Regions from separate parts of the Mus musculus genome. Here all the other regions are linked to region 1. The links are chromatin contacts, called in public HiChIP or PLAC-seq and promoter capture Hi-C maps. All regions are on one chromosome and are shown on one strand. The core of a region is the stretch at or near the end of the contact, and the rest is flanking DNA. Distances in the headings are between cores, read along the strand shown. Region 1 holds the start of Scd1 (stearoyl-Coenzyme A desaturase 1). Region 2 overlaps Pkd2l1 (polycystic kidney disease 2-like 1). Region 3 overlaps Scd3 (stearoyl-coenzyme A desaturase 3). Region 4 has its middle 5.1 kb from the start of Gm35183.

Region 1 (2,728 bases), core at 158-2,657:
ACAGGCAGGCAGGCAGGCAGGCAGAAGAAAAGCGAGAAGAGGAAAAAAAGAAAAGAACTCACTATGTAGACCAGGCTGCATTTGGCTTTTTGAGACAGAGTTTCTTTGTGTAGCCCTGGCTGTCCTGGAACTCACCTTGTAGACCAGGCTGGCCTTGAACTCAGAAATCCGCCTGCCTCTGCCTCCTGAGTGCTGGGATTAAAGGCATGCGCCACCATGCCAGGCCTGCCTTTACCTTTGAGCCACTCATCTGATACTCAATTCCTAGCTCCACCATACACTGGCTAAGCGTGACCACAGGTAACCTCAACTCTTTTAAATTTCACTTCCTTTTTAAAAAGACCGAGGAGCTGGACCCAGCTCAAAGGCAGACACAGATCTATGAAGCTTGAGGCCAGTTTGGTCTACACTGTGAGTTCCAGGACAGTCAGAGCTTCAGAGACCTTGTCTAAAAAGAAACCAATAACAGTAAGTACCAAGGAATACCTACTGCTCAGGGTCAGTGTGGGTTCAACAAAAAGGAAATTCTTGAGACTTCTTAGGGATCGCAAAGTGCCTGTTTGCTATTCGCACCGCACACTCAGGCCCTTTGATTCCTTAGTCCCTTTTCTTGGAATCTCAACGTGAGGATCTAAGGAGCTCTCAAACGTCCCGTCCCGTTTGAGGAGAAGCAGCTAGGATTGGGCTCTGGCTCCCAGCAGAGGCGGTCCCCGGCAGACGGAGCCCAATGAGTGAGTGCAGTTGTAACTCAGCGTGTGCTGTCAAGAACGCAGCAGCAACCGGATGCTGGCTGAAGGGATACACTATTGTTTTCCCGGGTCAGAGCCCTGGGCGCACCCTCATATCCCAGTCTCCCGGGGTTTCTCTTTGCTGGTGCCTGGAAGTGGGGGTAGATGTGAAGTTAGACCGAGTTGTGAGTGGCGGTAGCCAGTGTCTTCCTCACTTCTTTCGATGCGATTTCCCCAGTGAACCATTTGCTAAGCGCCAGACCAAAGTCCTAGGCTTGCACACAATTCCTACTTGGAATCACGTTATCCTGCTCTTAAAGAAAAGTCACCCATCAGCCCACAGCAAAGAGGATAAGGAGAAAAAGAGGGGAGGAGAGAGCGAGAAGCTAGAGGCAGAGGGAACAGCAGATTGCGCCTAGCCAATGGAAAAGGCAGGACAAGGTGGCACCAAATTCTCTTTGGCCAATGACAAGACGGGCTTCACAGGAGGCACATTAGCATTTATCCCCAGGCAGGGGGTTGGAGCAGCGCGCCCTGTTGATGCCTTCAGCATCCCGGCGCCTCCAAGGTCTACTCTGGAATCTACTTGGCTTTCTTTCCCGTTCTTGGTCCCGCCCTCTCTCTCTCCCTCCCTCCCTCCCTCCCTCCCTTCCTCCCTCCCTCCCTCCCTCCCTCCCTCACCTCCACGCCTGGCTTCCTTGGCTAGCTATCTCTGCGCTCTTTACCCTTTGCTGGCAGCCGATAAAAGGGGGCTGAGGAAATACTGAACACGGTCATCCCATCGCCTGCTCTACCCTTTAAAATCCCAGCCCAGGGAGATCTGTGCACAGCCAGACCGGGCTGAACACCCATCCCGAGAGTCAGGAGGGCAGGTTTCCAAGCGCAGTTCCGCCACTCGCCTACACCAACGGGCTCCGGAACCGAAGTCCACGCTCGATCTCAGCACTGGGAAAGTGAGGCGAGCAACTGACTATCATCATGCCGGCCCACATGCTCCAAGAGGTGAGCTTCCAGAAGCGGCCCTCGCTCCTTGCACTGGCCACGCAGCTAGGTGACTGGTCCCGGGAGGAGAAAGTTGAGAGTTCTCCGGACTACTGGGCTTTCTCGAATTCTGACGTGACCGGTTGGTTGAGAGGTGTAGATTGTAATTTGGGCAGATGAGTCCCAACTTTCGTGCCTTTAGCTTTAAAGCAGCGGTTCTCAATTTTCAAGATGCTGCGATCCTTTATTTACTACAGTTTTTCATGTTGTGGTGACCCCCTCCCCCCCAACCATAAAATGATTTCGTTGCTACTTCATAACTTTAATTTTGGTACTGTTTTGAATCGTAATGTAAATATCTGTTTTCCGATGGTCTTGGGCTGCCCCTCTGAAAGGGACATTTGACCCCCAAAGGGGCTGAGCGTGAGACACAGGTTAAGAACCGCTGCTTTAAAGAAAAGCCCGTCCTACCGATACTTGTATAACTTACACGGGGATCCCTTTGTGTGTTACTGAGGCTATAAATGTTTCATTCTTCTTTCCTATTTCTCTCTCTCTCTCTCTCTCACACACACAACACACAGAGAGAGACAGAGAGAGAGAGCCCCACAGATCGGCCTCCCCCGACTGAATTTTTTCTTTGCAGATCTCCAGTTCTTACACGACCACCACCACCATCACTGCACCTCCCTCCGGAAATGAACGAGAGAAGGTGAAGACGGTGCCCCTCCACCTGGAAGAAGACATCCGTCCTGAAATGAAAGAAGATATTCACGACCCCACCTATCAGGATGAGGAGGGACCCCCGCCCAAGCTGGAGTACGTCTGGAGGAACATCATTCTCATGGTCCTGCTGCACTTGGGAGGCCTGTACGGGATCATACTGGTTCCCTCCTGCAAGCTCTACACCTGCCTCTTCGGTGAGCAGCGCCCCTTGTCTTGGGCCAGTGCCTCAGATTTCTCTTTGCTCTCTAATAAGGTACCCTCTGACCCAAGGCAGTGGCTGCTCTGTTCAGATT
Region 2 (2,728 bases), core at 92-2,591, 230 kb after region 1:
GCTAGTCCAGCTGTTCTCAACCTTCCTAATGCTGCGACCCAAAAAAATACAGTTCTTCATTGTTGTGGTGACCCCCCCCCAACCATAAAATTATTTCACTGCTGCTTCATAACTGTAATTTTGCTACTGTTATGAATTATAATGTAAATACCTTATATGCAGTTGGTCTTAGGTGACCCCTGTGAAAGAGTCATTCAACCCCTGAAAGAGGTCACAGCTCACGGGTTGAGAACCACTGCTGAAGAGACCAGTAGAAGAGTGAAGGCTGTATATGCAGGGTGGCTGTCTGTGTCAGGGTGGAAGAGACCCCAGACAGCCCGAGAACCTGTGACCTGAACATTCGTCCTGACTTAGGAGAGGACAAAGGGCTCTGGATCTCGAAATGTGAAAATATTTGATTTCCTTGCAATTTCATTTCTGCAATTCTTTGAGACGTCTGGATATCAGTCCTTTGTCTGAAGTATTAAAGGTGTCCTTACACTTGGCTGTCTGCGAGCTCCCCGGTACTCCCTTTGCTATACAGAAACCCTTTGTTTTCATGTAATCTCCAGTCTGTTAAGATTTGGGGTTAGTTTCTTGGCTGTTGGTGGTCTCTTTTAAAAGTTTTTTCCCCCCTGGGACTGGAGTGATGACTCAGCAATGAAGAATATTTATTGCTCTCCCAGAAGACCTGAGTTTGATTCCTAACACCCACATTAGGTGGCTCACAGGCTTTGTATCTCCAGCTTCAGGGGGATTCCATGCCTCTAGCTTTCACCGGCAAAGCACACACACGTGCCCATACCCACCTCTTCCCTCTGCAACACATCCATACACATAGCTAAGAATAATAAAAACATATTTTAAATAAGCAAGGTTCATAACCACACAGTGTACAAGGGGTCATTTTTTTTTTTAGAAAAAAAAAACCCATTCACTTTCTTTAAAAAAATTTTTTTTAATTACTGTTACTATGGTGTGTGTGTGTGTGTGTGTGTGTGTGTTGTATGCAGGTGTGCAAGTGCCAACTGTACATGTGAAGGGCAAAAGACAGCTATCAGGAGTTAGTTCTCTCCTTCTACCTGGCTTCAGGGGACTGGACTCTCACCACCAGTCTTTTACAAGTGCTTTAACCCACCAAGCTGTCTTGCCAGCCGGAAACAACCAGTTTCTGACATAAGAATGGAGCAGGTCCAAAAAGAACTTAGACATTTTGCTTTCTAGGCGACCCAGCTCTTCAGAGGTCTTGCCAGCTCGTGCGGGAAATGGATCCTGATCTTGCCCAAGGAGAGGCTGGCAGAGCACAGTTGTGTTCGGTGGTAACTGGGGGCAGGAAGGCGCTCTGCAGCGCTAGGTGACCTGGGTTGTAGTTCCTGGGAAAGTACAGCCCACAGCACTGTGCTGACTGCTTGCTGCTCTGAGCTGGGCTCCTCTCCCATCAGTTCAAAAGGGAGGACTGGACTCCAAGCCCAGGAGAGGATAAAATCATGCTGTTACTCAAGTTCATGACGATGACAATGTTTAATAACAATTACAACATTCAGACTTCTTTAATAACAACGTATTTCTATGTCCTGCCCATGTCTAAAGGGAACATAGGTGGGGCATGCAGAAGAACATTAAAAAAAAAAGCACAGCTCTAATAAAATATAACCCACTAGAAATATAATAGAAGACATAGCACAAGAGCTAGAAAAAGATAAGAGAGAAAGATAAATTGTACCAGAAAACTTACAATAAATAAAGACTCTTAAGGAGAACAATGCCCGAGGTTCCTGGGCAGTCAAAGAAAAGAAGAAAATACAAGTAATTTGCATAGTGTCCAATGTTGAGTATGGAAAATTTTTTAAAAGCACATTGATTAATAACAAGATGTAAATAAACTTCAGGAGCATTGGTGTTGATTATGTTTATATTTAGTACATGGGCTATAAAATTGATTTTTAAATGTTAAAAATGAAAGCTACTTTTATAAATTGCCTCTCATAATCCATGTTTAATACTCATAAAGTAAATATATTTATATTTATATATATGGCATATATGGCTTTACCTATAAGACAGTTTGGGAGTGCTCAGAATGAATAGCAGGCATGCACATAAAATTTTACCAACAGTTTGTTTGGTCAGAGGGTCCCATTAGTATAGTTAAAAATGTCTTGATTGAATCTGGCATTCCTTTTAAGGTAGTGAAGTGTTGAATTTACCAAGTCTCACTGCAACTCACTGTCTGACTCAGACACTAAACTCTGGAGTTTGCTCATGAGGAAACTTAAAAACATAATCTTGCATAATCTTGGGTGTTTGGATTAATTCTTTTAATGAATTTTTTGGGAATTTCTTGTATTGAGGTTTGACCATTTTTACTGCCTCCTCCAACTCCTCCCTGATCCATCCCCTGTCTAAAGATTAACTTTTAGAAGTCAGAGTATTCTGTCAGAAGGATCTACTGTGGTTAGTGGTCCTTTCATGTAGTACATACAGTATGGTAGCAAAAAACAAAACAAACAAACAAACAAAAACTCTGGTCTCTGTGGTAAGAGAGATGGGAGTCTGAATGCCTGAATTTTGAAGAACTGATATGTATGTATGTATGTATGTATGTATGTATGTATCTGTGACATACATGTGACATACATGTATGACCCTGTGACAGGGTCTCTCTCTGTAGCTCTGGCTGTCCTGGAACTCACTATTAACAACATTCTTGACCTCAGTTTACCTGCATAAAATGGAGATGGTAGTTCCT
Region 3 (2,728 bases), core at 108-2,607, 180 kb after region 1:
TTGGCCACCCTTCAGGTATATGCCTGCCCCTCAGTTGAAGACCCTGACTTGCAGGGGACATGGTGTGTGCTTTTGTGATATGTGGGGCGATAAAGCATTAGCTTCCTGGGTAACTGATAAAGATAAGTATATTCAGCCACAGAAGGTTGAGTCAGTCTAGAAAACTTGGGAAGACCAACCCCACTCAAATTAAGATAAAAATGATACAAATGATTTATGAGATACAGGGTAGATTTGGGGGCTCCTCCTTTATGCATCTGGTAATGACCCTGGGATGATATTCACCATCCAGAGAGTCCAGGTCACTAGGAACAGGGTCTTAGACATCAGTGGTTCCAAGAGAATGTTAATGCCCTCTCCCTGTCCTAGAAAGGACAAGGTCTCTCTGCTTATATAAGATATCGGTCTCAGTACCTGCAACACCGTAATAATGTACAGATGCTAATGCAGGAGTTTCCCCTTACTCTTTAGTACCGCCAAAAGGCACTTGGTTTGCTTGTGCCTTGGCACTGACCCCCTGTATCAGTCCCTTTAGCATCACTGAAACTTCTGAATTTTGCATACTTGTACATCTGTAGCCTCTGGTACAGTATTATCCTGGAGAAGGAGGTTAGGGACACCTGGGACTTCTACACCATTCCCAGATGGCCAGGGCAGTGCCAACACTAATAATGCCTTTCCTAAAAAGCATGAGCATAGCAAGACCTACCAGCATGAGAGAAGCAACACTTATGAAGGGAGATCAAAATGTCAAACATTTAAGCCAACAAAGACTGATATAAAAGTTTGTCCTCCTGGCCTCAGAAAAGAATTTTTTTTTCTGAGACAGGGTTTCTCTGTGTAGCCCTGACTGTCCTAGAACTCACTCTGTAGACCAGGCTGACCTCAAACTCAGAAATTTGCCTGCCTCTGCCTCCCAAGTGCTGGGATTAAAGGCATGCGCCACCACGCCCAGCATCAGAAAAGAAAAATTTTGAGTCAATGATTTGACTCATTGGGACAGCTCAAAAAAGGGTGGAATGCTATGGTTTGACACCTCCCCCTCCAAGCATAGCTGTAGCCATTTTGTACCATGCCTGTCAGCTATTTCATATTGTTGCTGTAACATGCCTGCCAGATACACAGAAGTGACTTGGCTCAAGGACATACTGACCACATACTGTTTTGTTCTGTATGTTCTGAATGTGCGGTATGAGTTTTGCTAATCTTAAGAAATTCCACAAAGCTTTGTGTAGGACCCATCAAATCAAAGGACAATTTGAACTGTTATGTCTGAAATCACTTGAGTCAGAGCTGACCACCCGGCAGTACTTCCTGTGTGTGAACTCACTGTGGCTTTTGTGGTTTTATCCTTTGTGAGCTGACAGGAAAAGATATCTGTTGTCATAGTTCTGATAATTCTGGGCTCTGTTCCTGATCTGACCAGTATTAAAGTGCAGTCAATAACTATTCTGAGTAGTTAACTGAGATCAGTGTTCACGCCGTTTGTGTGGCGATGTCTGAACACCAACAGTCTCTAGCTATTTACTATCCTGGTAAGTATGTTGATGAAGTTAAAAGCTAAGTGTTCATGCAGGGTCCGAGCACTGATCCAGTCTCAGCTGTATCATACATTTCATAGGAATGCAGCACTCCAACTCAAAGCCTACAAGATCAGTCTCTCTAATGCGGAGTGGACACTGGGTGTACCCATCTGTTGCTCAGATTGGTAGAACTAGGAGGTGGGACTGAGGCCTTGTTAGTACCTAAAGGCCATCTGGAAACCATAGAACCTCTGCGGCTACAGAACTTAGCTGAGATTGGAGATACCAAACATTGCACAAACTGCTATGTGTCCCTCTGTATCAAGAGTTAACGGTTTTCTAAGTGGTCTCTTTCCTCCTCTCTTCTGCCTCCTGTGTGTCATCTGGTCCTTCTATAGGACCTCAGGACAACCATAGAGATGGTGTCTGCCCTAGGGAAGGGCTGACCGTATCCTTCTGAACTGGGATGAGGCCTCAGATGGTTTGCAGCCTCTGACTCAGTGGTGACTGGGGTCTTCCCATGAAGAGGATCTAACTGTACCTGGACAGAGAAGCCAGTGGAGGGCAAACCCTGACGTCACAGGAGGAAAGGGAAGGAAGGCTTAAAGCAGAGCCAGAGTACCAAGAAAAGTGTCCGAATCTGCTCCACACTGCAGATCACCAAGGCGCATTGGCTCCAGAGTACAGACAATGCTATCTTAACAGGGGTGCTGGAGTGACAGTCCTCGTGACATGGAGTCATGATCTTATTCTGCCAATTGCTTTGGTCACGAAGGTTGTATTAGTCAGGGTTCTCTAGAGTCACAGAACTTATGGATAGTCTCTAGATAGTAAAGGAATTTATTGATGACTTACAGTCGGCAGCCCAATTCCCAACAATTGTTCAGTCGCAGCTGTGAATGGAAGTCCAAGGATCTAGCAGTTACTCAGTCTCACGCAGCAAGCAGGCGAAGGAGCAAGGGCTCGAGCTAGACTCCCTTCTTCCAATGTCCTTATATTGTCTCCAGCAGAAGGTGGAGCCCAGATTAAAGGTGTGTTCCACCACACCTTTAATCCCAGATGAAAGGCGTAGCCCAGATTAAAGGTGTGTTCCTTAAACTCGGAGATTCAATCTTCTGGAATTCATAGCCACTGTGGCTCAAGATCTTCAAACCAAGATCCAGATAAGGATCTCCAAGCCTCCAGATAAGGGTCACTGGTGAGCC
Region 4 (2,728 bases), core at 85-2,584, 140 kb after region 1:
TCTGAACACAGCTAAAGTGTACTTATGTATAATAATAAATAAATCTTTAAAAACACACACACAAGTAAATCAATATCACTCTTTCCCTCCTGTGTGTCACTAGTTTTATGTCACCTTGACACAAGCTAGAATCATCGGAGAGGAGGGAGCCTTGGCTGAGAAAAATCTCTCCATAAGAACAATCCAAATGAAACTGAGTAAGAAATAAGCAAGGTGTGTGTGTGTGTGTGTGTATGTATGTATGTATATATACACATATACACATATATACATACATATATATGTATACACACACACACACATATCTTTATGTTGGTGGACAGAGGTGCCTTAAATTGGGTCCCACAGTGTATGCTGGTGACAGGCCTCTTCAGGGGACTTCTTGGTGCCGGAGCTGGAGTGTGGTAAAGCGAGAACACCCACACGGAGAGAGAGAGACAGCCTGGTATGTGGTGTTCAACTCCACATTCAGTGAAGATGCACGTTTACTGAAAGGGGATTGCTAATGAGCTTCAGGGAAACTTCCTTCTGGAAAGGGCTAAAGTTTGGGGATGAGGATGGGGGTGGGGGTTGTGCCCACTACTTTTGGTCCTAGAAGTCTGACTGGTGTGAGGATTCTAAATTAAGAACTAATTTTCAAGGTTGTGGCGTATACCAAGGGTATGGCGTATATGTTAAGGCAAAGGGAAAGCCACACCGTCATCTTGTATTTGAGTGTTACTAGCTCGCTTTATAAACCCAGGTAAGTGGGCCTGGGGAGATGGCACCCACGTAACAGCATGACTTAAGTAGAAGCCCTTCTGCAGTCCCAGCGCTTGGAAGACTGAGTCTCTCTCTCTCTCTCTCTCTCTCTCTCTCTCTCTCTCTCTCTCTCTCTCTCTCTCTCTCACACACACACACACACACACACACACACGCGCGCGCGCGCGCGCGCGCCAGGGGCTAGCTGTAGCTAAGTTGAGCTGCAAGCATTCGAATCTTTCATCCCCGGTGACATCAGCCTGGAACGCTCTGGAACACTTGGCTGGCTTGCTTTCTCTCATGCTTTCACGACCCAGTCTTCCGTATGCTTTGCTGAGGTGGCACTCTGCCTCCTACGTGACCGCCTTGCCCTGCCCTGTTTAGTCTGCTCCCGCGACCTCCAACGCAGCGGAGGACCAGAGCCCACACCCAAGGTCTCTGCGTTCCTCCCTGGCGGAGAGGGAGGACTGGGGGGCGGGGGTGGAGGGTAGTTACAGCATCCCTTAGAAACTCCCTCAGCTCCAAACAGGAGGGCGACCGCAAGATGCAGGGGCACCTCCCGAACCAGAGGCGGCGCCTCCTGATGGGCGCGGACTCGGGCAGAGTCGCAGCGCGGCTGCTGATTGGCTGTGCGGAGTCAGGCGCTGTGGGCCGAGTGGACGGGTGTGACCCTGGGGGCTCTGAGTGATGGGCCGCGACTCGGGCGGCTCCCAGTGTTGACCTGGGTGTGGGCTGGCTGAGGGCCAGGGTAGGAGTGTGAGCACCGCCTGCGGTAGGGCAGCGATGCGGCCTATCGCGCAGTCGCTGCCCTCCTCCCCGGGATGCTCTGAGGGCTTTAATGGGGCATTCGCTCAGCACTAAGTGCTGAAGGACCGGAAGGACGGTAGTTTTGCTGGGGTTACAGGTATGCCTGAGGTGACCCCACAGAAAGTTAAATAGTTTATTACATACAAACAAATTAATCCTGGATATGTACACAAATCGAACCAAAGCAGATACCCAAATATTGGTGCGCAAATATTTGCAGCGCTTTTTACACTTGCCAAAAGGTGGAGCCAGCTCAGTTGTTGATCCGTCGATGAACTGGCTGAGGTAGACACTTTAAGTGCTTAGTAGGCAATACCAAGGAGTGGAGTATTACTTGAATGAAATGGGGACACCAAGGTATTGTTGAGGAGAAAGTCTTTACTCTAGAGGGAGAATACAGCCAGAGGCATCTGGAAGGGTCCAGAGCAGACTAAATATGGCCAGCAGAGAACCAGGCCATCGAGGAGGGAGAAAAGTGGAGAGCAAGAGAAAGAGGGACCCAAGGTGACCAAGACCCAAGAGGGCAACGAGGACAATGGCTAAAATAGCAGGGTTATATAGGAACGAGAAGCTTGGGGTCGGGGTCGGGGGAGCCCAAGAGTTGGGGAAGTTTAGGGTAGGGGCCAGGAGAGAGCGGAGAGGAATCTCAGGCACTGAGCCCCGAGATCAGCAGACGCTTTGATATGCTAATAGGCACCACAGGTGGCCAACTGTCTTGAGTTTTCTTTTGAACCTGACACCACTGATTTATGCTACACACTGGGTGATTGCCTGGCAAACCTTGCTGGGAGTGGGGGGTGGTAGCACATGTGGGTTATCAATTGTTTAACTCCCTATCCTTGAAGTACAAGGCAAGCGGGTACCTCCTAGGCCAGCACCGTTGGTTTTTTTTTGTTTTTTGTTTTTGCTAAGGGTGGGGAAAAGTTGGCTTGTGGCTGATAAGATTAGGTGTCACTGGCAAATGGTTTTAAGAGTTTTGGGTGATGAACTGTTGTAGAGGGCCTTGGTGGCCAGTCTGATTGACAGAGCTAGTTCTAAGACAGCCAAGGAAGGCTACAACAAAGAAACTCTGTCCTGAAAAACCAAAAACCAAAAAAACCAAAAACCAAAACCAAAAACCAAAAGAAGAAGAAGAAGAAGAAGAAGAAGAAGAAGAAGAGGAAGAGGAAGAGGAAGAGGA

What was found. Promoter capture Hi-C pulls out the DNA fragments that hold promoters and counts their contacts. HiChIP or PLAC-seq counts read pairs in DNA pulled down with a chosen protein or histone mark.
Region 2: a contact with region 1 is called in a promoter capture Hi-C map of 3T3-L1-derived adipocytes, with 2.5 times the contacts expected there. The contact joins the enhancer-like site here to the promoter of Scd1 in region 1. A contact is called at or near these places in 19 of 39 promoter capture datasets (the 3T3-L1 cell line, 3T3-L1-derived adipocytes, the C10 cell line and 11 more), 3 of 15 datasets of contacts at CTCF or cohesin (the NIH/3T3 cell line, embryonic stem cells and large pre-B cells), 28 of 484 Hi-C or Micro-C datasets (CD4 T cells, CD4 single positive thymocytes, CD8 T cells and 18 more), 15 of 115 datasets of contacts at active chromatin or transcription factors (the 230-238 cell line, the NIH/3T3 cell line, the SCID.adh cell line and 8 more) and 3 of 9 other capture datasets (adipose tissue, liver and macrophages).
Region 3: an HNF4G HiChIP or PLAC-seq map of pancreatic cancer cells shows a contact between it and region 1. The contact joins the enhancer-like site here to the promoter of Scd1 in region 1. A contact is called at or near these places in 9 of 39 promoter capture datasets (the 3T3-L1 cell line, the C10 cell line, the HPC-7 cell line and 6 more), 1 of 15 datasets of contacts at CTCF or cohesin (large pre-B cells), 8 of 484 Hi-C or Micro-C datasets (Th2 cells, double positive thymocytes, embryonic cerebral cortex and 5 more), 16 of 115 datasets of contacts at active chromatin or transcription factors (the 230-238 cell line, the SCID.adh cell line, bone marrow-derived macrophages and 10 more) and 3 of 9 other capture datasets (adipose tissue, liver and pancreatic islet).
Region 4: an H3K27ac HiChIP or PLAC-seq map of embryonic stem cells shows a contact between it and region 1, with 11 read pairs. The contact joins the enhancer-like site here to the promoter of Scd1 in region 1. A contact is called at or near these places in 5 of 39 promoter capture datasets (the 3T3-L1 cell line, the C10 cell line, cranial neural crest and 2 more), 1 of 15 datasets of contacts at CTCF or cohesin (the NIH/3T3 cell line), 10 of 484 Hi-C or Micro-C datasets (B cells, cerebral cortex, cortical neurons and 6 more), 9 of 115 datasets of contacts at active chromatin or transcription factors (the 230-238 cell line, bone marrow-derived macrophages, embryonic stem cells and 3 more) and 2 of 9 other capture datasets (adipose tissue and liver).

What each region holds. Positions count from the first base shown.
Region 1 is chr19:44,406,388-44,409,115 of GRCm38.p6, reverse strand. Scd1 (stearoyl-Coenzyme A desaturase 1) reads left to right here and starts at 1,407. Exons shown (of 6, transcript NM_009127.4): 1 at 1,407-1,730; 2 at 2,356-2,629. The coding sequence starts at 1,707.
Region 2 is chr19:44,173,619-44,176,346 of GRCm38.p6, reverse strand. All of the region lies in intron 2 of Pkd2l1 (polycystic kidney disease 2-like 1), which reads left to right. Among named protein-coding and RNA genes, the nearest start is that of Pkd2l1, 17 kb to the left of the region's middle. Within about 2 kb of position 1,341, at least 7 of the 459 cell types and tissues checked have an H3K27ac peak or open chromatin away from gene starts, as enhancers often do. A contact at or near this core is called in 3T3-L1-derived adipocytes, where this site is marked.
Region 3 is chr19:44,224,515-44,227,242 of GRCm38.p6, reverse strand. All of the region lies in intron 2 of Scd3 (stearoyl-coenzyme A desaturase 3), which reads right to left. It also overlaps a transcript of Pkd2l1 not described here. Among named protein-coding and RNA genes, the nearest start is that of Scd3, 23 kb to the right of the region's middle. Within about 2 kb of position 1,357, at least 39 of the 459 cell types and tissues checked have an H3K27ac peak or open chromatin away from gene starts, as enhancers often do. A contact at or near this core is called in the HPC-7 cell line, the SN4741 cell line, bone marrow-derived macrophages and 1 more, where this site is marked.
Region 4 is chr19:44,265,752-44,268,479 of GRCm38.p6, reverse strand. No RefSeq gene overlaps it. Among named protein-coding and RNA genes, the nearest start is that of Gm35183, 5.1 kb to the left of the region's middle. Within about 2 kb of position 1,334, at least 306 of the 459 cell types and tissues checked have an H3K27ac peak or open chromatin away from gene starts, as enhancers often do. A contact at or near this core is called in the 230-238 cell line, B cells, adipose tissue and 13 more, where this site is marked.